Linked DNA regions of Bicyclus anynana: all the other regions are linked to region 1. A link is a contact called in public Hi-C data. All regions are on one chromosome and are shown on one strand. The core of a region is the stretch at or near the end of the contact, and the rest is flanking DNA. Distances in the headings are between cores, read along the strand shown. Region 1 holds the start of LOC112051626 (homeobox protein cut). Region 2 overlaps LOC112051626 (homeobox protein cut). Region 3 has its middle 140 kb from the start of Trnam-cau.

Region 1 (4,202 bases), core at 292-2,791:
AATATCCCATCAATTTATGTCCAGCAGTAGACAATAAAAGTGAGACCAACCATAAAATAATAGACAAATCTTACAGAAAATCTTACCTTGTTAACGACATTTTCACAAACGAATGAAAATTTTCCGATTATTATGGATATCTTCTAAATTGTATTTTTATTTTATATATCTTGTTACTCTACTAGGTGTACCTACTTGAAGCAAATAAAACTGAGAGAAAAAGCATTTTGCGTCGGAAAATGCGTGGAAAACGAGGAAAGCTACGTGTAACGCCATCTAGCGGCGAGAGGCGTTCGCTTTACTTTACGGTGACTGTCGCAAACGTACTGTACAAAACAGAAAACATTGTTGATATAAAATTAAATGAATTTAATATAATTTGATGGAAAAATATTTATTTTATTAACATTATAATAGTCTACCTAACCTTAGGTTATCATTCATTAATTTAAGCAACTTAATCTACCTAACAACAAAATCTTAATGTTTATTATTCTTAATTGAATGAATGTGTTTTCCTTCGTGCTGTATTTAAAAATCTATCCTTAATAATTAATTTTATCTTTTAATTAAAATTAATATTTGCATTTACAGAAGAGTTATTGTACTTAGTTTATAATTAAAAATGCATTTTGTGGCTAATACCTACTATATATTTTAATTTGTATATTATGTACCTAACTATTCAGACTTAAGATACGTACATACCTAATTTTGAAAATAAATACAAATTTAAAACATTTAAAAATATATACGTGCCTAAGTAAGAGCCCAATTGTCACGTGACCTTATAATTAAAAGTAAGGTAAATGCACCAATAGTAGACCCAATTGAGAAATGGAATTCCCGATCGCACGAAACCCCAGTAACCGAATTTCGGGTGGCGGGAAACAAAAACTGACCTACATAGCGCCCTACGGAGTTCAGCCACCCCAGCCGCTCAGACGACCCTACGCGTCTTGCCCTTTGCAATTGTTCTGCACTTTCGATATTCAAGGTGATCCTGATATTGCATTTCAATTTTTTTTTGAGATTTTTTTTATCAATAATTAATTACCTGTTCAAAAAAATCGATATAATAAAATTTATTGATCTTGTTCATCTAGCTAGACAAAAAATGTATTTAATTTTTTTTTTTGTAAATATTTTATTGCATAAATGCATAAGTCGTCAATAGATAATCGATATCTTGTTAGATAAATGAAGCGTGGATGTTAGTAAGTGGGTAATGTAAACAAATGCTTGTCACCGCTGAAGCTTGAAGTCCGAGCGCCGGGCAGTCGATTACGCCGCAAAAAAAAAGCGCATCCTATTATCGACTACAACAAAAGGACTTGTGCAGCGATACCTAAGTACACATCTCGATTCATCGTCTCGACTCGATCCGAACCGATCCTATTGGCGCGCCCCACTGTCGCCGCGCGGGAGCGGGACGGGGAGCGCTGCGCCGGTAGTGCGCGACAAGGAGGGAGACGGTCATCTTAGCTGCCGAGTCGCGTCCCACTGGGCGGGGCCGCGCCAAGGAGTGAGCCTCAGATGCGCGTAGTACTGGTGGGGCCTCGTCCGAAGGATCGCACTGCAGTCGTCTGTCGCGGCAACGACGCGCGCCCGCGACCACGTCGTTCCGCTCCCGCTCAAAGGATCACCTTACGTAATAACTAATCGGATCGAAACCGTTCATCCGATTATCGATTGTGAAAAGTGAACTTTCGACACTTGTGTACTATTTTTTGTTTATTATTTTTTTTTTATCGCGCCACAGTGAACTTGAATTTATTATTGTGCGCTCTGTGTTATGTTATTGTTTTGTTTTCGCACGGACTCGTAAGATTATTTTGGGCGTAGCTGTACGCTCTACAATATTTTTGTTGATGACTTTGTGAGTGAATTTTGGAAACCATATCTCGAAACGATTATATGTTGATGTGATAATTGACTTGTACAGTGATATGTGGACATCACTGAGACAATATCATCTCATGTGACAACTGAACGTTCAATAACAGTAAGTGATTTTTTTTATTCGTGCAGGTGTCATTTTATTTACTTAGTCATTTGTTACCTTTGTGATTCTCCAGTGACAAAATCCCCTTTAAATATTTTTTTTTATTAAATCGACTTTGAAATTTCTTAGAAAGACGTCATCAGGATACACATACCCACAAAAGTTATAATGTCAACAAATATTAAAAACGTATTACCTAAATGTAGATAGGTATAATTGAATTTTTTAAGAAAATTAAATTTATCGATACACTAATTCCAATAGGAAAAGTCAAAACTTTAAAATTTATTTTAAATCTCAGCAGTAGGTAAGCCGTTTCAGTATTATTTTTAAAAGGAATATAAGATTTTCTTTGACACCTACCTATCAAATTTTTTGGCTAACATTTTATGAAACAGTAAAGTAAATTTGTAATTTCTTATTGGAAAAATAAGTCACCTTGCTTAATAACAAACTTAATTCGTGTCACGATTGTATTCATGCTGTCATAAAATATGAAATTATATTTTCCTAAAGTAAACGAACCTTGAATTTTGTATTAAGTGCTGTTAGTAGGTTGGTGCAAGACTAGGTAAAATGTTAAAGAAAATTAATTTATTGGAAAATATTGAAAAAAAAATGACATCTCGCTTGATAAAAAACTTCGTTTTATGATTTTAATAATGCAATCATAAAATGGGGAGGTAGTGCTAAGCTAGGTATGTCTTTCAAAATAAAAAGGCTTGGTGTGTCTTTTAAAATAAAAAAATTATGGAATTTGAAAAAAATTTGCTCCATTATTTTGAGATACCTAGTAGAAAGTATCCACCTATTAGAAAGTGAACGAACTTTGAATTTAATTTCTACCTTTTCCTCCTGTAGATGCCCATGTTGGAAGTTTATTTAAAAAAATACAATGGGAAAGAAAATTAATACATAGCTATTATCACAACATTCTTTCTTGAATTTTTGTAATATGTTAAAAGTAGGTACCTACCTAGATGCATTTTATTTCTTTATGTTATTATTCAGTCTTCTTTCTTGTATCTTTTCCTTGTTTCTTCATATCTCTAACCAAGAAATTATTAACGCATATTGTGATAACCAACAGCTGATAATTATCTTAGATAAAAGAAAAAAAATTACTTTATATTTTTTCTCATATAAAATTGTTCCGTCTGACTAAAAATCCAAAAACGCCTTTATCAATTGAAATAATTGGTAGGTACCTAGGTACTTCTTTACCGAGTTTGCTGTTAATAACAAAAAATACAAAATTATATTTTAATAATTTTGTGTAAAACTTTTTTGTATGGTACCAAATGTACTGGATCGGCTATTTTTTAATAAATGGATTGTATGGATGGTTTGAAAAAATAAATGTGTTTAACATATTACCTAATAAAGCATAAAAAGTCAGATTATTGATCATGACGGTTCCAAATGCGGTGCAAAACTATCATTCAGTAGATCAAATGGCTCATTGAATGAGAGTTAATTGGTGCAAGCGTAGCCGGTGCGTCGGCGTGCCGATACGAACCGATTCGTTTTGTTGTACGTGATTGATGAGTGTCAATTACTGGGTGCTTTACCCTAAACTCCCCTTCACTTCATACGGGGTTTATTTTTACGTTTACAATGGCATTTTTGTCCTTTGCATAGAACAAATCGGACGTCTATTTTAATTCTTATAAGATTTTGGATAAATTTGAAGATTGTAAAGAGAGTTTTGTACCTTTTATTGATTCAAATTTTTTTTATCCTTTTTTCTCTCTAATTAAAATAAATTCTTCTAAAAAACCATTATTCTTATGATTTTATTGAATGAAACGACATAGTGATATAACAAAGTAAAAGATATATTCATAGACGTAGATAATAGGTACATATAAATAAAATTAAAATACTGTCTGTGATTTCAAAATAACTGTATTTTCTCAAGTGTTAATATGCAGTTATACCTTTATTAGATGTCAAACCAAAAACCAAGTTCTTTTTGTAATTTTCGTCGGCCTGTCTGTCTGATTTTCCGGGCTAATCTTTGGAACGGCTGAATCGATTTTAACGGGAACATGTAGATTTTTGATAAACTGTATTTCACGTGGACGAAGTCGCAGATTTCCGCTAGTTTCAAATAAAATTGCATATCAATATTAAAAAAAATATATGTTACCGGTATTTTAATCAAGTCAGATGTAAATTTTTTTTCATCATTTTA
Region 2 (4,093 bases), core at 671-3,170, 170 kb after region 1:
CTTTAGATTGCAATAGATTTTTTTATTCTTCACAAGTTAGCTCTTGACTACAATCTCGCCATGTAAGTGATAATGCAATCAAAAAGTCAAAATTCATTTATTTCAATGGCTTAGTTTACAAACACTTTCGAAACGCCCAATAAAAACCTCAATACCCACTCCAGCAACACAGTCTTTTTCTGACTAGTTGGAGGTGAATGGAAATATTAGTCATATTAAAAAAATAATAAAGATGTGGGAAATATTCTTTAAAAAAACAATAAATTAAACCTTACCCATAAAAAAAATATTATCTCTGGTCCGTGCCCACGATTCAAATTAAAAATAAAAATGTTCGTATTTCAAATTTCCAGTTCAAAGTTCGAGACGAGTCTAACTGAAAGGCATTAAGCTCGATGCGGACGAGTGTGTTCCCTTCGCGATACATTTGCAAGTTGCCAACTTTGCTTTAAACGCTTCTGACAGCTACAGTTTCTGAACCGGTCCCGATAATCCCGCCATTGACCGAACAATGGACACCATTTTACTACTTTAGTAAAAAGTTTATATTAACTAGCTATCCTGGCAAACGTTGTTTTGCCTTATAAATTTTTGGGTTTACAAGCCTCATCAAGGAGTATGAAAAATACATAAAAACCTATTCTCAGACCTACTGAATTTACATATAAAATTTCATTAAAATCGGTTCAGCCGTTTTGGAGAAGTATGAAAACTAACGTAATTAACTAAATACATAAATATTTGTTTGTCTTTAAAAAAACAGTTTTTCAAATCTTAATTCAAATAAGGATGTATGGAGCAATTTGTAATTTGTAACTTGATGTTTTTTTTTATTTTTTACTAACTTTATAATTCGTAAGTCAATAACTTAATAAAGTGCACATACGAGTAATTATGATTTATTTTATGCATATTATCCAGCTAAAATTAAATTAGATTTTATTGAACTCTACATGCTAACTATATGGTTCAATGGTTAGCCTTTGCAGCTTCGGATAAAGTGGTCCTGGGTACAATTCCCGGGTCGGCCTAAGAAATATTGAGGTTAGAGCTGAGAAATTTTAAATTTTTTGAAAAAAAAACAGCTATTTTTTAATAGTGATCTATAAAGAGTCGAATATTTTTTTTCCTATCCTCACCAACCCACGTGGTAATAATAGGATGATGATGAAGCTTTCATTTAATCCTTTTAAAAAAAAACATTTAAACTAAATCAAAACTCAAACAGTAACTCTTCGACACATCGTAGACCGGCAGTGCTGAACAATATATCGTAAATCACAAACTTCCAAACAACAAATAAACTCTCACCCATGGATAATCCCATAATTATTACTCGATCAACTGCGAGTTAAAGTCAAAATAAGTTAGCAACATAATTATTCCATTAACTTGTGTGATTTTGTCAGTACCTACATATTAAATAATTACTTAGTCTTAAACTAATTTTATAGGACCGTCCGTTTTTTAATAAGTTTAAGTACCTAATGTTGGATTATATTTGAAAGCTCAAGATACTATTTGAATATCTACGCCATCTATCGATCAGAGGAGACATTAAAAGCATTTTAAATTCTAGATTTGTGGTTTGTTCTATACTATTAAAGTCATAAAATATTCGTGTCTTGTAAAGGAGCCAATCATAACATTACGATGAGTGAGGCAGACATTTAATTTACGGCGCAATTACTACTGGCAGGGTAGCCACCTACCTACTTATAACAAAAGACATGTCTCGCAAAAACTCCCCCGGCACGGCAACCACTTAGAAAGCGCCTTTGAAAAACTAAATAGCCGCTTAAAGAGCGTTTATGCTGAAATAACGCAAAAAGTCTAAAATAAAAAGCCCGGGTATGCGATGAACAATGTACGCGCAACGCCATCTGTTGTCGAGTGGCGGCGAGTGCGTAGGGTCAAGAAATTATTTCGCCAAGAATGCTCGCCGGCCCGCGGCCGCTTTGATGGCTTCCGACGAAGCAATCAGACCTCTTTACGGGCATATTTATGATTATAATACCATGTCTCGGTATACACTTTATGATGTTATACCTAACCGACTGTCCGGGATAATAGCAGCAAACTACCTAATTGTTACGCGTAAATGTTTGCAAGCGAGACAACATTCGGTCGAGTGTCGTTTGCTCCGCTCTCACCTAACTTCTATCAGGTATTTGTTAAACTTATTAGATAGTTTACTTCCTTTGTTGTCCTATCAAGACAAAGCATCATTTAAATCATCATTCACTTCATCACATCATGCAATTCATCAAATTCAGTCCTGTAGACTGTACCTACATAAGTTTTCAAGAAAATTTAATGCATTGGTCGAGTAAATTTTTATTTGACTGCACAGTTTCGACTGCGAATTTTATCAATAGATACGAGTGCGTAGATGTACCTATAGATCATTTACAGGTTTTTTAAACTTTACTTCTTATCAATATCATCAGGTTCAAAAGGACTAAAGAAAGTAAACATCAAATTTTATTACGTATCTGGGATAGTTTAGGATATTAGTTAGTCTCTTAACCAACAATCAAGATTTACGCTATTACTACTTGTTCAATACATAATGAATAATTAACGTAATTAATTCACTTTATAAAACTGGTGAAATTAACACCATTTTGCGGTGAATCATGTGTCATCATGACAACCCAGAAGCTATCTGGATAAAAGGACGACGGCTTATAAATAGATGCGTTTAACGAATATATTGCGCGCTAGTCGAGATGGCTTGATTGTGATAATTTAGTGCAATCTTATTTTAGCCCCACTAATTGTGCTGAGGACGCAATGATACGGACTTTTGGCATCAGATATGAATGAACCTATATGTGTCATAGGCACAGTAGGTGCAATGTAAGCGAAACAATCGTATTTACCAATAGACTAATGAGACTTTTTTTTAAACTTTCCGACTTTGGGTTCTGGCCTTTTTAAGATGTCATTTATGTAGGTATGTCTAGCCAATGCATTTTGTGCAATAATTATAAAAAATCTTACAGGTAATCGGCCTCGCGAATTTTATTTAAGAGTTTGTTACCTAAGTTAATGGAATTTAACGTACAGTAAACGTCCTCATATAATATCGAAACCTTCTTTAACAAAAAAATTAACAATAGGTACATACGAGTATTATCACTGTAAGTTGGTACCTTGGTACATTTACAGTTTATATAGGTACGACCAACTCCGTGAAGTAAATGTGCCACATGTATTTTTACATTTGTTTATGACTGTTTTAGATGTGTGTTCAACATTAAATGCGATTTCCAATAAAGCTCTTCAACATATTAAGGGCACATTACTCGTCGTGCGTCGACCGGCAATTATTTTATAAGCGGTAACCGCACTATCGTAAACACATCCCCGCCCACGCGATGTTTCGATTCCACAAAAGCGATCATTTAAAACGAATCCCGAAATTCGGTGTGAACAAAACAGCTATTATTATTGTGGGATAAATCACTTCAAAAAGGTTGATTTATTTGTAGTTTGCGCAATAAGAGTTATTGTTACCACATACACTTGGCAAGCGCCTTTTACCCAAAATAATGGAACCGGTGATTTAATGGCAACACACAACAATCAAATTTGACACATCGAAAAATTTTAATTGAAACGGGTTACCTGCTCTACTGTAATCTTTAAACATCATGGGAATCAGAAGTACAAACAAATAAATGTGACACGTTAGCGATAAATTAATGACACGCCTATCTTGAGAAGCGTATATTTCACAGATCTGTCGCAGAAGATGGGCTGTTTAACTTGTCAGTTCGGCGCGATTTGTGAGACGCCATTTTACATCTTTACCCTGCCTCGTGTAATTAGTTACAATTAATGTGTGGGCTATGAGTCGCTATTACGAAATAAGAATCAATTTATAAAAAAATGTAACACGGTAATTATCTTAATTACCTATATATGAAAATAAAAAATCTATAAATATAAAATTGCTTGTTAAGTCAATAATGTAAACTAAAAACCACCCACGTAAATCTACAAATCATTTTTAATTGTAAAGAATCAAGACGTATAATTTCTCGCTTCATTTTCTTGACATTAAATAAAAACTCTATTTGTTATC
Region 3 (3,847 bases), core at 932-3,431, 200 kb before region 1:
CTAAATGCAGTTTATGGACTGCTAGCCTCTAGAGATCATTGTAGAGAATTTTGAGATACATAGAAATAGGTTTAATAATTATTTTTATTTGATTATAACGTACATTGATGCGTGCCCGGGACATAGATAACTCCTAACCTTTCAAATAAATAATGAGTGTGTAACCCATCAGACTATCTTTGAAATCACAGGCCTCAAAGTTAGACAAAAGTTAGAAAAATTAAGTCAAAATCCATCCAGTTATAGCGGATTTTTTTCACCTTGAAGTTATTTGTGACCATAATATACCCTACCTTTGAAAAGACAAGTTTTTACAAACTCAGACTAGTTCTAACCTGCCAAATAAAAATGAATCTTCGTCTTAATCCATCAAGTTTTCACAGATTTCAGGCTTCAAGTTATAAATGCGTGCCCAGGATATAACTGCCAACCTTACAATCTACAGTCGAAGTCTCTTCGATTAATCTATCAGCCTATAAAGACCTTTCACCTAATACCACAACAATATCACCAAAATGCCACCTCCATCTACATTCCCACATCGGCATAAAAACAGAATTGCGCGCAGTTTTTACGGCATTCGGCGGAACCGTATGACTAGACGCGGCGGATCATTAATCTCCAACTTCAGATGGGATGCGAGCTGGCGATAAAAATTACTACCAGCATATTCCCGCCATATTTCCCTGTAAAATCAAAACGCTCGAAACTAATCTTTGTCAATGGCGCGCGCCTAATTGCTTTAGATGAAACGGGGCTTCTGAAAAAAGTGCAGACACGATTATTATTTGGGTCGAAGATCGTTCTTTATCTCGTAATGTTTTGAGATATATGTGCCGATGCTGATCTATGATATTTGCTCTCAAATTTTAAATATTTACAGTAAAAAAACAAAAAATTAAATCGAAACGAAAATTAAAATGTGCGATATTTTAAGGCTATTATTATAAAGAAGATAAAAGGGCTATTATTATAGAGGCCGTGATAGCCCAGTGGAGTGTGACCTCTGCCTCCCATTCCGGAGGGTGTGGGTTCGAATCCGGTCTGGGGCATGCACCTCCAACTTTTCAGTTGTGTGTATTTTAAAGAAATTAAATATCACGTGTCTCAATCGGTGAAGGAAAACATCGTGAGGAAACCTGATAACAGAGAATTATCTTAATTCTCTGCGTGTGTGAAGTCTGCCAATCCGCATTGGGCCAGCGTGGTGGACTAATGACCTTACCCCTCTCGTTCTGAGAGGAGACTCGAGCTCAGCAGTGAGCCGAATATGGGTTGATGACGTATTATAAAGAAGTTTTACTTTTTATTTTTTTATTGTAATTGTGCTTCTGTACTATAAAAGCTTTATATCAAATGTATATCTATGTACTGGAAGTAATAATAAGGAAGTGATAGTAATAATAAGGTAAGTAATAAGGCTTGTTGTCTCTAAACACTTAGGTAGGTACTTAGAGGAAATATTGGCTTCAATTTTATTCTTGGAAAGAAAGTTACTGAGCAAGAGACAGCACGGTCTCCCAAGACTAATGATTAGACATTTTTTTACATTAGTTAAGAAAGTTTACTAGACTGAACTACATATAATCAGAAAGATGAGTTATTCGAATATCAAATAATTGGATACCTACAGCTAGAAATGGTTCAGTGATAATGAGTGAAGAGAAATGTTATAGTATTGAGATATACGAGTACATTATGTTTCCCTAGATCTACTCTTTAGCTGTATAGGAATACATTTCCTTATAAACTCAGAAAATTCTACAATACAAAAATTAATGTTTCTATTAATTTTTGCCTCGAAATAAATTGTTAAATAAATTATTTTTATTTCTTCTTTAATCTTTAACATATACATGCGAAAGGTTTCGTCACGAAATCTCGAAAACCTTCTTGTTGTACAAAGCTGAAATTTGGCAGGAAGGTAGTTTATAGTTAGTAGGTATCCACTGAGAACGGATTTTGCGATAGAGCCGGATTAAAGAGGTCTAATCGGACGTAGTCGTGGGCGTCCGCTAGTGTTATTATATCTATAGGTAAGTTAGTTCGTGAAAATGCCGATCGTAGACAAGAGCAATCAAGATCCGTCATTACCGTGTCAACGACTCTAACCCCATGAGGGATCACGTACAGTCGTGACTCAATGCAATAAAACATTTTTGAATATCCGTAGCTCCCACGTTCAAAGTTAAGGTGATTTCCCATGGTGCGTTGAAGTGCGAACAGAGCCGCGCCGAGCTCTTTGATACACTTTTGCTGTGAAGTAATATATTTTCTAAGTTCATGTTATATCTGGTAAACTATTTGATTATTTGTGCTAGTGATTCGAATAATAAATCAATATGTTATAGACATGACAAGAATAGGACAGAGACGTTTATGTTATTTTAAATAGAGTTTGTCATAGGCTTGGTTTTAAGCGTCAAGTTTGACTATTGTAGAGATTCTACCGCCAGTTCTGAAGGCAGTATCTACTGAAAAGAGTCATCAAGAAAGTCATATTATTTACAATATTCTGGTAAACTATTTGATTATTTGTGCTAGTGATTCGAATAATACATCAATACGTTATATACATGACAAGAATATGACAGAGACGTTAATGTTATTTTAAATAGAGTTTTTCATAGGCTTAGTTTTAAGCGTCAAGTTTTGACTATTATAGAGATTCTACCGCCAGTTCTGAAGGCATTATTCAGTTCTTTTCAGTTTCTACTGAAAAGAGCCAATACAATATTTATAATATTGAAGACATTATTCATAATATCTGTGTCTGTGACTGAAAATCTGATTCATAATTAATGAAAATTTATCGATCTCCTTTAATAACGAAGTATGCAGTGTAGATGTAATTATCGAAGAGGTACTTTTAGTAGAAGAAAGAAAGTAAACTGTGCTTGTAAATAGCGCTTTCTGAGTTAAGGTTATGTTCGCGTTATAAAGGCCTATGGGAGGTCACCTTAAATAAAGATAATTTTAAATACAAAAGGCCTCAGCACGCGGTGTAATCGCGAAGTCAAACTCACGATGAGATAAAAATCATGCGCTTGAGCGGAGCAAGTTGTTTTCATTATCAGATCGATGGGGGCGTGGTCTGTCCTCTAACTACCCATCTCCCTCTCCCCAATATATTGGTCACTCAATATCGCTCCGCGGAAAGAGACGGACAATTTCACGCTTGATCGATTGAAGGCTCTCTATATCATGTCCATATGTTCCTGGAAGGACAACTAGTTTTAAAATGTCATGACGGCTTAAGGCTTTTGCAAAAATGTTAAGTTTTATGCGAATTTCGTTTGCTATAATAATAAAATTGTTCTTTGGGCTTCTGTATGTATGCTATCGTTGCGTGTAATCTTAAGCGTTCATTATATTAGCCTTGATCCGCGGCAGTTCATTAACATAATCGTAGTGGTTAACAAGTTCATTAGTACTTGTAGTAGGCTTAAATAAAAATATGATAATAGACGTTGGGGTCCAAAGTGCTGGAATGGCGAAAGCGCAGTGTTGGTCGACCCTCCACTAGGTGGACCGAAAACATCAAGTGGGTTGCAGGGAGCCGCTGGATGCTGGCGGCTCGAGACCGTTTTGTTTGGAAGTCCATGCAAGAGGCCTATGTCCAGCTGTGGACGTCCATCAGCTGATAATGATGAAGGTCTTAGATTGGATACGTATAAAACTCTCACAACTTTAAGTTCACAACTTTAAATATAGCCATTAGACTTTACAAAAATAAACATTTGAATACTAGCTGACACCGTGTGGTTTCACCCGCATGGTTACCATTCCCGTAGGAATACGTGGATAATATATATCCTATTAGTGTGATAGCCCTATAGCCTTCCTC

What was found. A called contact is a pair of places that touch in the nucleus more often than the background predicts.
Region 2: a Hi-C map of whole body shows a contact between it and region 1, with 4 times the contacts expected there. The contact joins the enhancer-like site here to the promoter of LOC112051626 in region 1. A contact is called at or near these places in 2 of 2 Hi-C or Micro-C datasets (whole body and whole larva).
Region 3: a contact with region 1 is called in a Hi-C map of whole body, with 2.4 times the contacts expected there. The contact joins the enhancer-like site here to the promoter of LOC112051626 in region 1. A contact is called at or near these places in 2 of 2 Hi-C or Micro-C datasets (whole body and whole larva).

Annotation. Positions count from the first base shown.
Region 1 is chr8:6,081,739-6,085,940 of ilBicAnyn1.1, reverse strand. LOC112051626 (homeobox protein cut) reads left to right here and starts at 1,541. Exons shown (of 12, transcript XM_052882800.1): 1 at 1,541-2,005.
Region 2 is chr8:5,910,833-5,914,925 of ilBicAnyn1.1, reverse strand. All of the region lies in intron 8 of LOC112051626 (homeobox protein cut), which reads left to right. Among protein-coding and RNA genes, the nearest start is that of LOC112051623, 19 kb to the right of the region's middle. Within about 2 kb of position 1,920, at least 1 of the 8 cell types and tissues checked has open chromatin away from gene starts, as enhancers often do.
Region 3 is chr8:6,287,260-6,291,106 of ilBicAnyn1.1, reverse strand. No RefSeq gene overlaps it. Among protein-coding and RNA genes, the nearest start is that of Trnam-cau, 140 kb to the left of the region's middle. Within about 2 kb of position 2,181, at least 8 of the 8 cell types and tissues checked have open chromatin away from gene starts, as enhancers often do.